4 separate regions of the Sus scrofa genome follow, and regions 1, 2 and 3 are each linked to region 4. A link is a contact called in public Hi-C and HiChIP or PLAC-seq data. All regions are on one chromosome and are shown on one strand. The core of a region is the stretch at or near the end of the contact, and the rest is flanking DNA. Distances in the headings are between cores, read along the strand shown.

Region 1 (2,894 bases), core at 66-2,565, 110 kb after region 4:
CACAGCAACATGGGAACTGAACCATGTCTGTCACCTACGACACAGCTCACGGCAACACCAGACCCTTAACCCACTGAGTGAGGCCAGGGATCGAACATTTGTCCTCATGGATCCTAAACAGATTTGTTTCCACTGAGCCACAACGGGAACTCCTTACCGCTATTATTTGTATTAAGTATATATACATATCTATGCTTAGTATATTGTTATACATGTGTATGTATTAACTTGTGAAAATTTGACTTCTGTATGTAATAGTTTTAACCTCCCTATCTATTGCCTTGGGCTTGCTGTTTATTTCTTAGTCAATGCTATGATTTTTCATTCATCAGGACTCATCTCTGTCTTTTCTCCCCAAACTAGTAAGGGAAAAAAATTACTTAAAAATAGTTGACCAAAAAGAGAAAAAAAAAAGTTGACCTATAAAGGATGTAAATCCATGTTTGCAGTTGTAAATGACTATTCATTTTTTATATATTAGAAAAGAGGGGAAAAGATGTCTGTTCAGGGAGTTCCCATCGTGGCACAGCATAAACGAATCCGACTAGGAACCCTGAGGTTTCGGGTTCGATCCCTGGCCTCGCTCAGTGGGTTAAGGATCTGGTGTTGCCATGAGCTGCGGTGTAGGTCACAGATGCAGCACTGATCCCAAGTTACTGTGGCTCTGGCATAGGCCGGTGGCTATAGCTTCCATTTGACCCCTAGCCTGGGAACCTCCATATGCTGCAAGCGAGGCCCTAAAAAGGAAAAAAAAAAAAAAAAAAAAAAAGCCAACCATGTTCCCATTTCTGGTGGGATGGGCTTTTGCTTCCTGTGTTGGTCAGGGGTGAGCCCTCCCGGCCCCCCACCCTTGCTTCTGTGCTCTGTGCTCTGGTGTGTCTTGGGTCCCCTGTCCTTGCCCCCTCCCTCCTCCTGGCATTCCTGTTCCTTCCGCTTTTATAATTTACTTCTGCATCATCTCTTGTCACTCTCCCTTCCCTCTTTAGGCACCTGCCACACTGGCCTTTTCCCCCATTAACTTATTCCTGAGCGTGAGGTGTGCTACCCAAGCTGGGGTCTACAGACTGCTGCCCACTGCAAGCCGGCTTGTTGCAGTCTGCAAAAATAAAGAGCTTGTAAATCAGCTGTGGCTCTGAGCACACTGCTTCCCTAGCGAGACAGCAGTGCTCTGATGTCCATGCGGGCTGAGCCTCACATTATGGCAGGGCAGCATCTTGAGCAGCGTGGTGGCACGTGGGGAAGAAGGCAGGCGCTTCAGTGTACGCTTGAGGAGTTAACACAAAGGAAAAGCCCACAGGTACCCAGGCCTCAGGCCAAGAAACGGAATGTAATCCACGGCCGCATTCCAATCCCCACCCACACACCCAAGGGCAGGCACCAGGCTGGTTTTTCCCAGCGTTCATCCTCCTTCTCGCTCAGGACCTGTGTCCTCTCGCTCCGGCATCGACTCCCTCCCCAAAGCCACGCTCTCATCCTTCCTCCTCCTCTGCCACACAGTCTCGGACTTCACCTTTGTCCTGCGGGCAGGGGTAGGTCTCCCTGACATGCTTTTGTCACATGTGTAATTAACTGTGTACATTCTGTTCACTCCCTGCAGTCGAATGAGGTCAGTACATGGATCTGGCTCCCTCATTACTCCTCGTCTCCTCTAGGCCCCAGAGTTTGTGCTTAAAGGGCTGTCAGATCAATACAGTATTCCTTCTTTCAAGTATGGATACCAATATTAGGACCACCGTGGACCCATACAAAGAACTTTGTAAACTAGAGGAAAAAAAAAAAATCAGCACCTTTTTCCATGCACTTGGGCTAGAGCTGGCCCCCAGAGTCTTGAAACAGGCACTTTGCTGCCCTCTGCTGGACACATATGGGAAGTGTACAAATGGATTCTGTCTCTGAGGTGACCTGCCCCAAGGCCTCCCTCCAACATCCGCCCCAGCGCCCCCCACCAGCACCTTAAAAGGGGAATTCCTTGCTCAGTGCACATCCCACACAACCAGATGCAGAGGCCCTGACAGCAATGTAAGTGTGTACATCACTTTACAGTTAGCAAGGCACGCTGTTCTTTGCTATCATTTAATCTTCAAATAGAAAAATTTCAGCCCCTTTTGCAGATTCAATTAGAGCATAAAAGACTTGCATGAGCTGGAATCAAACTAGATGTTTTAATCCCAAGTCCTTTGTTCTTGGAAGTTCCTGTCGTGGCTCAGGGGTAACCCACCCTGTTCTTTTTGTTTGTTTGTTTGTCTTTTTGTCTTTTAGGGCCGCACCCACATATGGAGTTTCCCAGGCTCGGCGTCAGGTTCAATCCCTGGCCCTGCTCCGTGGGTTCAGGATCCCTCATTGCTGTGAGCTCTGGTGTAGGTCACAGACGTGGCTCGGATCCCACATTTCTGTGGCTGTGCTGTGGGCTGGCAGCTGCTGGTCCAATTTGACCCCTAGCCCAGGAACGTCCTTTTGCCTGGGGTGTGGCCCTAAAAAGCAAAGCAAAACAAAACAAAGTCCTTTGTTCGTTACACTGAAAAAAATACCCCCTGGCCTTTTTAGAGAACACGGGTAGGAGGCAAGAGTCCAGGCAAGCGTTGGCAGCTGTCCATCACCAAACCACTTCTCCTGCTTCCTTAGCACGTGGCCCCGGCTTTGACTTCTGATTTAATGTCATGTCTCTGTGCACTTATCAGTCGTATGATGTAGTCTTGTTGAGGTGTTTCTTTTTATACGTAGGTAACATGTATTTAATACGCTGATGTGAGCTGTTTGTATATGCTGCATATTAAACCCTTTATCAGTCATATCCTTTGCAAATGTTTTCTCCCATTCAGTAGGTCATCTTCATCTTGTCCATGTTTCCTTTGCTGTGCAAAAGCTTTTAAGTTTAATTAGGTCCCATTTGTTTA
Region 2 (3,030 bases), core at 513-3,012, 110 kb before region 4:
GCAAAGGATGGGGCAGTGGGACGCTGTGGCCCACAACTAACACTCTTCAAAAAGGTCCTATGGAAAGAGTAACAATAATAAATATCTGAAAGAGGTCATAGTCTTTGTCCAGCAAAACACAGAGGATTTATAGAGTGTTCGTAATATTTGTCCTGGGGAGAAATATACCAAGGATTTTTTTGTTACTTGGGATTTTAACTTTCAGGATTTGTGACATGAAGTTCTTTTGCTTATGGAGGCTGATTTCCTGTTCACAAGGCCAGGAAACTCTTAACTGCAGGCATGTTGCACCTGCTGCTGATGCTTGCTGGCTCCTGGCAGATGCTCTATGTAGATACGATTTTCTGGGACGGGAGCCGTGACATCATCTTAGTTATGGCTGCTGGTTTGAGAAGACCCACTCTGTTTTCTGGGTGGGGCTCCTCAGGAACGCACAGAGAGTTTGGTTGTGCCAACTGCACATTGCACAGAGCGTTCCCATTAGTTAAGGAGGCCCCTCCTTATGTCCCCTTTGGTGTGAGGCCTCTTCTCCACCACACATCTCCTCCAGAGCAATGGTCATATGCTGTGCATTAGCTCGTGCTAGATAACACAAGGCTGCAAGGATGAAGAACCCCCAACACTCCCCCCGCAAGGTGGTATCCAGTTACAATAATCCATTTCATGTCTCCTCTTAAAAGACAACCATCAGCTGTGGTTCGGTTTACCTTAATCCCCAGATTTTTCTTCTTTGTTCAAGCCACCACTGAGACTCCACTTGCAGGAAGCATTCACGGAGTAGAAAATCTGCAGGGTAAGCCAGTGGAAGTCAACAGGTTCTGAGGTGGCCTCAGATGCAGGTGGAGGTGGTCAAAGGAGTTCCATCTCATTCCTCTTCGTCTTCACACCCCCAGCCCCCCCAGTTCACCCCATGAGTCAACCAAGGGGAGCTTGGTTCAGAGCATTCCCAGCCTAAAGGGAAATCCAGAAGGCAGAGATGCCCGGTTCTTAAGGTCTCTTAGGCCCAAAGAAGGTCTCAGGGACCTAGGAAGATAGCTCAGAAAGCGAGTGGAAAAGAATCAAAGACACAGGGCATCCTCATAATTTGAACTAAAACTTCTTCGTCTAGGTCATAAATACACTTACAGGCACATCAACTGCTTCAAACAGGAAAACTATCTCATGCACTAATTCCTTACATTTATTTCACTCGCTCTTACCTAGAAGGGAAGAATGCCACCTCTAATCTTGATTTTGAGCTATGTGGTTAGATGGTTAAGAAATGAGTTCTTCGCTTCCAGAACAGACAGTAAGATGAATTAGGAGAGGAAAAGGTATTTCTGAAGAGGAATGTGCAATAGCAACATTCAGCCACCAGAGGGCACTGTAGACCCTCTGGAGGTTCTGGAAAGAGCGACACGGTGTATTGAGAAAAGACGGTAAAATGCAAATTTAAGTAAAGTTTCATTTGCTAAAATTAGAGTGAAAAATGGAAATGTCTCGGGTAGTAGAGGCTTTCCTTTCATTCTGTTCTGTGTGCTCCTGCTGAAAACTGACGTCGGCTAAGGCTGCAGCAGGTTTCTGGAGGACCCCCGGACCTCAGGTCGCTGATTGGGGGGGGGGGGGGCTTGTGGGGGAGGGACTTAGGGAATAGACGGCTGGCGAGGGCAGCAGGGGTGGAGGGAGGCATTTGAAAGGGCTCCAGGCAGCGGTTGTTTACCAACTGAGCTGAAAGCCTATTTGATTCTGTGTATTGCTTTAGTGGAACGTGTTGGCTGACTTCTGCCCTAGAAGGGGGAAGGGTGCTCTGGGAAAGCGAGTGGGTGGCTCCCCGGGGGCTGAAATTGTGCCAGCAGCTGACTTCCAGTAATGGAGCTTGTGCAAGAAGTAGACAGAGCGAGTCCAGGGCTGGCGGCGGAGCGCCCGTTTCCCTGCCAGTGTTTGCTGGGAGATAACCTGCTCCTGCCTGACATTTGATTATCCAAGCCCTGCTTTGGTGGCTTATCCTGTGTATGACCCGGGAACTGACTAGATCAGATCAGGGTTTCTTTTTTGGGGGAAAAGAACGAGGTGCAAGGGACAGGACTTCCTCCTCGTCTTGAATTTCTTCACTTTTTGTTTTCTATTGAACCATTCAACTGGCCATACCTAGTTCACCCCTGGGTGCACTGGAATTTAGGGAGAAGAGCAGCGGACCCCTGGCAAGCTTGTTTTAAGCTGACACCCAGTGCATTCTGCCCCTGCTTGTTTGTAGGTAGTTGAAACCAGCAGAATAAAAGGCTCAGACGTGACTCTGAGAAGTTTCTGATATTTGCCATGACCATCTGTAAGATCTCACTCTTCACCAGGCTGAGAATTTAAACCCCTTCTTCCATTTATTTTTCTGTCCCCAAATATGCTCAGCTCTAGTGTCCTGGGTCTCCAGACAGCGCCATGTTACAACTTAGTTGGAATAATTAACACAAAGCTCCAGATTCAAATAATATGAGCCCCTTCCAATGAATATTTTTAAAATGGTGGTAAAATGTATACAACAATATTTATCATTTTAACCATTTGTAAGAGGATAATTTAGTGATAAGAAATACTTTCACAATGTTGCAAAACCATTGTTGTTGTCTATTTCCAAAACTTTTGGTCATCCCCAACCTCTGAAACAGTAACTCTCAGTTCCCTGCACCTCCACCACCAGCTCCCATAACTTATATGCTACTTTTTGTTTCTATGAATTTACCTATTCTCTGTTTCTCATATATTTAGAATTATATATTTGTCCTATGTTTGGATTGTTTCACTTAGCATAATGCTTTCACAGTCCATCAGTGTGGCAACATATATGAACATTTTTATACTTTTTAATGGCTGAATAATGTTCCATTGTATGTATTCACATTTTGTTTATCCATTCATATGTTGTTGGGCATTTGGGTTGTTTCCACTTTTTGGCTCTTGTGATAATGCTGCTTATAAATACTGGTATAGACAATAGCAATGTTTCCAATTCTTTGATTCCCTTCTTCTTCTTTCTTTTTGGATGCACCCACAGCATGC
Region 3 (3,170 bases), core at 315-2,814, 73 kb after region 4:
CCGACTAGTAAGCATGAGGATGCAGGTTTGACCCCTAGCCTCATTCAGTGGGTTCAAGATCTGGAGTTGCCATGAACTGTGGTGTAGATCACAGACGCGTCTCAGGTGATCGCAGATGCGTCTCAGATCTGGCATTGCCATGGCTGTGGTAGAGGCCAGAGGCTACAGCTCTGATTCAGCCCCTAGCCAGGGAAATTCCATGTGCTGCAGGTGTGGCCCTAAAAAGACCAAAAAAAAAAAAAAAAGTGCACATTGTGCGTTACCATTTACATAGAAATTTAGTGCAGACAAAACAAATCCGTAGACATAGTGAAAGTAGATCAGTGATTGCCCAGTGCTGGGACTGAGGAGGAAACTATTGGCGAAGGGCACAAGGGGACTTTCTGGGATGATGGAAATGGCCTGTATCTTAACTGTGGTTATGATGACGTTTGTTAAATCGCATCGAAATGCACACTTAAGATGATGCATTTTTATACTCCCATCAAATTGAGCTCGTGCCCACGTATGCTAGCCTTGGTTTCAAGGTTTCTTAGACTCTAGAACTGTGTTTCCCATCTTTTTTTCTGATTTATAAGTGTCCTGTTAGGAGAGGTCCCAAGTACATTTTCAAATCATTGATTTAAGTAAGGTTAAACAGACTTCTTAGAGAAGGATTTCTCACAGTACATATTAGAAATCTTTTTTGTTTTGTTTTGTTTTTGTCTTTTTGCCTTTTCTAGGGCCGCTCCCGCCGCATATAGAGGTTCCCAGGTTAGGGGTCGAATCAGAGCCAGAGCCACAGCAACCCGGATCCGAGCCGCATCTGTGACCCACACCACAGCTCACGGCAACGCCCGATCCTTAACCTACTGAGCGAGGCCAGGAATTGAACCCCAAACCTCATGGATCCTAGCCGGATACGTTAACCACTGAGCCACGACAGGAACTCCACATATTAGCAATCTTTAATAGGATGTTTAGAGGGAGTGTTCCCTGTCTCCCTGGAGCGGCTGTTTTAGAACCTTCTCCTGGCCCCAGTTCTCTCTGGGATCTGCCCACCACTGCAGGATTTAAGTTTCTATTCAGGTTTCTTTTTAAATTTCAATTTTCTTCAGTAATAATTTTATCCTGACAAAGTATAGGCATTTCTGAGTCACCCCTCCCCTTTGTTTTTATTTTTATTTTTTTTAAGTGTGATGATTTCTAGTAAATGGATTCCTTGGTGTAACATCATCATCCCCACAATTAAGCTTAGGGACATTTTCATCACCCCAAAAAGTGTAGGAGGACGAGTCCTAAAGAAACAGAGGTAGGTACAGATGTAAATAGATAGCATAACCCCCCGCCCCAACCACGTCCTTCGGACCGCACGCCCCCTCCTCACAGTACCCTCCTCCCCAGCTGGACCACCTCTCAAACCACCAATCCCACGACCCCCAAGTCCCCTGGGAATCTCACAAGTACCGGGAGGTGCCGAGAAGCTGCGAGAAATGAGGTCTTACCTTCAGCTCTGCACAGTCCGTTCAATGCTTTCACTTTGCTTTCACTTTCCTTTCCTCGGGAAGCCTGGCCCTCACCCTGAGCCCCAAAGCACAGACTTCCTGTTTTGCCTAACCTACCTCCCTGCCCTGCTCCCAGGCTTCCAGAGCCATCCTGGGAGAGCCCCTGGACCTGGAAAGGGAAAGGAACAGATGGCAGTCTCAGTATCCAGGTGGGTTTTTTTTGCCTCGGCTGCTTTATTCAGCTTTTGGTGATTGGCTTCCCCAGGTCCTGTTCTGGCCGCAGCAGCAGGGTGAGGCTCTCTCTCTCTCTCTCTGTAAAATTCCGTTTTCCAAAGAGATAGAGAGGGTGGGTGGGACTTAATAGGAGACTGTTAAAAAGAAGACAGAAGAACCGGGGAAGCAAACACACAACTCCCCCACCCCCAAATTCTAGCCTGTTATTGCAAACGGAGCTTGAGATTTCCTCTGTACTTCCTTGTCCGTGCAGTGACCCTGCCTCTGCCCCAACCAGGCAGCTCATTCATTATTCATAGTACAAGGGACCCGAGGGAGCTGGGACACTCGTGGGAAAGAGAAAACAAGGAGAGTGCATTTAATTTCCTCTCTCACATATCAACTTCTTAATATTTTTTCCTTAAGCACATTCATGATTATTTTCTTGAAATAAATTCCCAGAGTCAGGGAGATGATCTAGAAACAAATGCAGAGGGACTTTCAGGATGCTGTTAAGCACAGCATTGTGTCAGGCAGACAGTTTGCTTTTTAAAAATGTATTTGTTATGATTACTTTTCCCATTCTTAGTGAATACGCTTTTCAAAAAAAAAAAAATTCCTAGAAGTGGAATTTAAGACTCAAGGGCATACAAATTTTAGGAGATTTGATAAGGATTACTAAATTAACCTCTAGCAGTGTCTCTGATTGTTTTCTATCTTGGCCAGTTTGGTTGGCAAACATGTTATCAGATTGTCTTTGCCCTGTTCTGACCTGACCTCTAGCAAGTTGCCGTGTTTGTCATACATTCATTGTACATTTGACTTAATTTCTTGTTTATGCCTTTCCTTTTCTTTTTCTCGCTGATATTTATCTTTACTTATTGATTTTTAAGATTCTTGTGCATAATACAAACCTGAACACTCACGTACGGGACGCAGTATCCTGCACTGGTGAGAAGAGGGGCTTTGGTCAGATGAGTCCGCTTTGCCCATGAATACCTCGGGCTAGTTAATGAACCTCTCTGTGCTTCGCCTTCATCCCTGGCAATTGTAGCAGATGAAGAGTGAGGAACACGGCAGGTGTTTTGCTCAGAACGCTGTAGTAAAATTAGTCATCCGGGGCCCCTTCCTCTTCCTAGCATGTGACCATCCTGACCTTTTCTGGCTCTGAATTGATTTTTGCCCCACATTTCCCGTGCAGATGGTAAACAGCAGACTTCTTTCCCATCTCTTCTCTGTCCTCCAGGATTTCTTCATGATTATAGACCCCCTACGTCTCTTCTTGTGGTTGCCAGTACTGTTGTGGATTATTGTTTTTGATAACATTTTTTTTTTCTGTTAAAGTGTTCAGGAATGAGGAAAAAGAGACAGGAGTGCTTAACCTGCCACTGGGATTAAGTCCCTAGAAATAGTCATGAATTATAGCTCAACTTTCTCTTTGACATCAAATGGAAAAATGGGATCTGTGTTTTA
Region 4 (3,172 bases), core at 211-2,710:
CTCTTGGTAGGAGAATATGCTGGCTCAGATACTTAGAAAGGCAGTTTGGCATCAGCTGTAAACAATGAAATATTAGTACCCTTTCCCTCAACAATTCCACTTTTTTGGTTATTGACACAAGACCAACACTTGTACACGTGCAAAAACATAAGAAAATATAAAACCGTTGGTATCACAGCTTGTTGGTAAAGGCAAACAATTGAAAAAGCTCTAAATGTCTATCAATAGAGTGGGGAGGGAGGAGAGTTTAAAAACTATGGTGTACCCATTCTGTGGAATAGTATACAGCTGTTAAAAAGAACCAGGGGATCCTATGTTTATTAAGGTGCTATGATTTTCACTATTAAAGTACATGAAAATGAAAAAAATGGCATTTAAAACATAATTCCATTTTTAAAAAAGGACTAAAATTTATGTAATTATAAAAATAAGTTACATATGTAAATGTGTAGAAAAAAGATCTGGAAGATAACACCCAAGAATTGAAAAGGATCAGGACTGGAAGTTTCAAGGGGGTGAGGGGTGAACAAGAATTTTCTCCTCTATATACTTAGGAACTTTATGAACAAGAATGCATAATGTATTTCTGTTGTATTAACAAAATCCAGACCTTTAAAATATTAAATAATGTTACTTCCGACCCACTACTAGAGAAAGAGATGGGATTTCTACTCTTTACCTTGTGGAGGTATAACCTACTCCAGAACTGAAATAGTTTCTGTGAAAATTAAAATACTCATCCTGGGCTAGCCCTTGGCAGTTTGGGGCATTTCTCTTCCTTTCACTTTCTTTGCCAGGGATTGTTGGAAGAAGAATCCAGCCCCCCCCCCTTCCCCAGCCAGAGGTGGGAACAGTGCCGGGGACTGTCTGAGTCCCCGTCCACAGGACAGGTGGGAAAAAGCACCACTCAAAGGTTTGAAAATAAATCAGGGGTTTCCTTTAAATTTCTACTTCCTCAGCTATGTGAAGGTAGGACTGATCTAAGAGAAACGAGAGAGTGATCTAGGTTTACAAGGAAATAATCCCTTGCCACAAGGCCTCATAAAGATCAGCACCTTTGGACAGGCCTCCTGGCTGAAATTGCAAAACAATGTCATGTGCCTTGTAGCAACAAGACTCAACCAGCAGGCTCCCTGCTGCCGTTTAAAATCTGATTTCCTCGTTACACATTCCTGTTTCTTATTATACGGCAGAGTGATCCCGTGTGTATATCCTGTGCAAAGCAAAGGTTTAGTGCAGAGTCCAAAGAACAGCCCTGAAGCAGCCGCACGGCCAGAGGGACAGGTGGAAGGACAGGGGAAAGACTGACCTTGTCCTGAGCTCACGGCCTCCACTAGCCATCTTTCCACCTCAGCCCGGCCTGGGCCTGAGCTTGGCCTGCAACCACTCCAGTGTCCAGGGAGGCAGCCCTAGGCCTGAACCCTGAACAGGAAGTCTCTCTAGGGCTCCGCCCAAGTGGGGAAAAGGGAAGTGAAAGTAGCTCAGTGAGCTGTGGACGTCCTCCCTCCCTCCTCCCGCAGCTACACAATCCTTCTAGCCGTTATGACATGTGACCCCCAGGGATGGAAGACAAGGAGTGACACTCAGGGACTGGAGGGCCCCGGAGGACCCCGGAGGAGGACTCGGGGAGGGGCAGACCCGGGCCCCGGGAGTCCACCTGTTTGTGCAAAGACAGCAACAACCAACGTCTGTGTGATCCCAGCCGTCCTCAGGCTCCTGCCTTCTCAGGGGGTTTCAGAGCATGGGGGTCAAGGGCAAAGTCCCTCTTTGCCCCTTCCCTTGCCAAGATGGCCGGGGCAGGGGGAAAATGGACACTTCGGATCTTCTCTCCAGCCCATGGGAGAGCTTGGACCCAACTGAGGTAGGTCCCAGTGTCCAGATGTCTGATGAAGCAGCGATGGTTTCCATGTGATGCTCCCCTGAATTTGACTTCCTCCAGCTTTGAGGAGGGGTCTGAGCCAGTTACACTTGAAAATGTGGGGCAGGCTTTCTATCCTCTCTCCACTCCTGTTCTTTCCCCGCAAAGAGCGAGCATCAGCCTGGTTGGTACAGATTCCAGAAGACGGATGAGGCCATCCTACCCAGTGCACAAGGTCTCTGTGGAGCCCTCTCTCCCTCCCTCCCCTCAGGGGGTAGAAGGATTAGCAAGCTGAGGTTCTGGTGGGCACGGCTGCCCTCTGCTCCTGACTCCATGGGGCACAGGATCCAGACAAGCCTGGCACAGAGCACACCTGCCTTTTCTAGTGTCCACTCTCTCTCTTCTCTCGGTCCCTGTACAGCAGGTGGATCAGGCCACCACCATACTGGGTGTTGACATAAATGTGCCTGCTTTTCTTTTCCTTCTTTTTTTCTGCTTTTTAGGGCCGCACCCGTGGCATATGGAGGTTCCCAGGCTAGGAGTCGAATTGGAGCTCCAGCTGCTGACCTACACCACAGCCACAGCAACGCAGGATCCGAGCCGAGTCTGCACACTCACTGCAGCTCATGGCAATGCCAGATCCTTAACCCACGGAGCGAGGCCAGGGATTGAACGCACGTCCTCATGGATACTAGTCGGGTTCATTACTGCTGAGCCACAATGGGAACTCCAGTGTGCCAGCTTTTCTGTTGTCTGCTTGGGGCTCCAAGGAATCAGAGGCCAGCTAGCAGCGGCTGGGTGGGAAACCCACAGGGCAGATATTCCCACACAGGGCTGCTCCTGGCCATAGGGAGGAAAGTTTCCAGCGAGTCAGAGAAAGCAGGGCACACACCACACTCTGTGAGAGCAGTGGTGGTTTCTGAAGTAGCCCCCAGCCCTCTGTGGAGAAAGCAGTTTCTCTGGATGTTCCCGTCGTGGCTCAGCAGAAGCGAATCTGATTAGGATCCACGAGGATGCAGGTTTGATCCTTGGCCTTGCTCAGTGGGTTAAGGATCCCGTGTTGCCTTGAGCTGTGGTGTAGGTCACAGACGCGGCTCGGATCTAACATTGCTGTGGCTGTGGTGTAGACCTGGAGCTACAAATCTGATTCAACCCCTAGCCTGGGAACCTCCATATGCCGCAGGTGCGGCCCTAAAAAGACCAAAAAAAAAGCAGTTTCTTTGGTCCAGGAAACATTGTCAGTCCCACTCAGATTTGGAAAAGAACAGGACCAACCAAAGAAGCAGGATGAACTTCGAAAACCCCTGCTGGAGT

The links. Hi-C and Micro-C count contacts between places; a contact is called where the count stands out from the background. HiChIP or PLAC-seq counts read pairs in DNA pulled down with a chosen protein or histone mark.
Region 1: a Hi-C map of liver shows a contact between it and region 4, with 4 times the contacts expected there. The contact joins the enhancer-like site here to the promoter of LOC100517129 in region 4. A contact is called at or near these places in 1 of 5 promoter capture datasets (liver), 5 of 47 Hi-C or Micro-C datasets (epiblast stem cells, liver and skeletal muscle) and 2 of 2 datasets of contacts at active chromatin or transcription factors (alveolar macrophages and skeletal muscle).
Region 2: an H3K27ac HiChIP or PLAC-seq map of alveolar macrophages shows a contact between it and region 4. The contact joins the enhancer-like site here to the promoter of LOC100517129 in region 4. A contact is called at or near these places in 1 of 5 promoter capture datasets (liver), 7 of 47 Hi-C or Micro-C datasets (alveolar macrophages, blood, liver and 2 more) and 2 of 2 datasets of contacts at active chromatin or transcription factors (alveolar macrophages and skeletal muscle).
Region 3: an H3K27ac HiChIP or PLAC-seq map of alveolar macrophages shows a contact between it and region 4. The contact joins the promoter of SP110 here to the promoter of LOC100517129 in region 4. A contact is called at or near these places in 1 of 5 promoter capture datasets (liver), 3 of 47 Hi-C or Micro-C datasets (alveolar macrophages, heart right ventricle and liver) and 2 of 2 datasets of contacts at active chromatin or transcription factors (alveolar macrophages and skeletal muscle).

The regions. Positions count from the first base shown.
Region 1 is chr15:131,185,827-131,188,720 of Sscrofa11.1, reverse strand. All of the region lies in intron 9 of SP110 (sp110 nuclear body protein), which reads left to right. Among named protein-coding and RNA genes, the nearest start is that of SP140, 38 kb to the left of the region's middle. Within about 2 kb of position 1,315, at least 31 of the 83 cell types and tissues checked have an H3K27ac peak or open chromatin away from gene starts, as enhancers often do. A contact at or near this core is called in alveolar macrophages, liver and skeletal muscle, where this site is marked.
Region 2 is chr15:131,410,568-131,413,597 of Sscrofa11.1, reverse strand. No RefSeq gene overlaps it. Among named protein-coding and RNA genes, the nearest start is that of CAB39, 80 kb to the left of the region's middle. Within about 2 kb of position 1,762, at least 54 of the 83 cell types and tissues checked have an H3K27ac peak or open chromatin away from gene starts, as enhancers often do. A contact at or near this core is called in alveolar macrophages, liver, omental adipose tissue and 2 more, where this site is marked.
Region 3 is chr15:131,224,937-131,228,106 of Sscrofa11.1, reverse strand. It overlaps SP110 (sp110 nuclear body protein), which reads left to right and starts at 1,564. Exons shown (of 17, transcript XM_021075649.1): 1 at 1,564-1,693. The coding sequence starts at 1,674. It overlaps SP140 (nuclear body protein SP140), which reads right to left and starts at 2,802. Exons shown (of 25, transcript XM_021075644.1): 1 at 2,612-2,802.
Region 4 is chr15:131,298,211-131,301,382 of Sscrofa11.1, reverse strand. LOC100517129 (nuclear body protein SP140-like protein) reads right to left here and starts at 1,460. Exons shown (of 20, transcript XM_021075666.1): 1 at 1,310-1,460. The coding sequence starts at 1,341.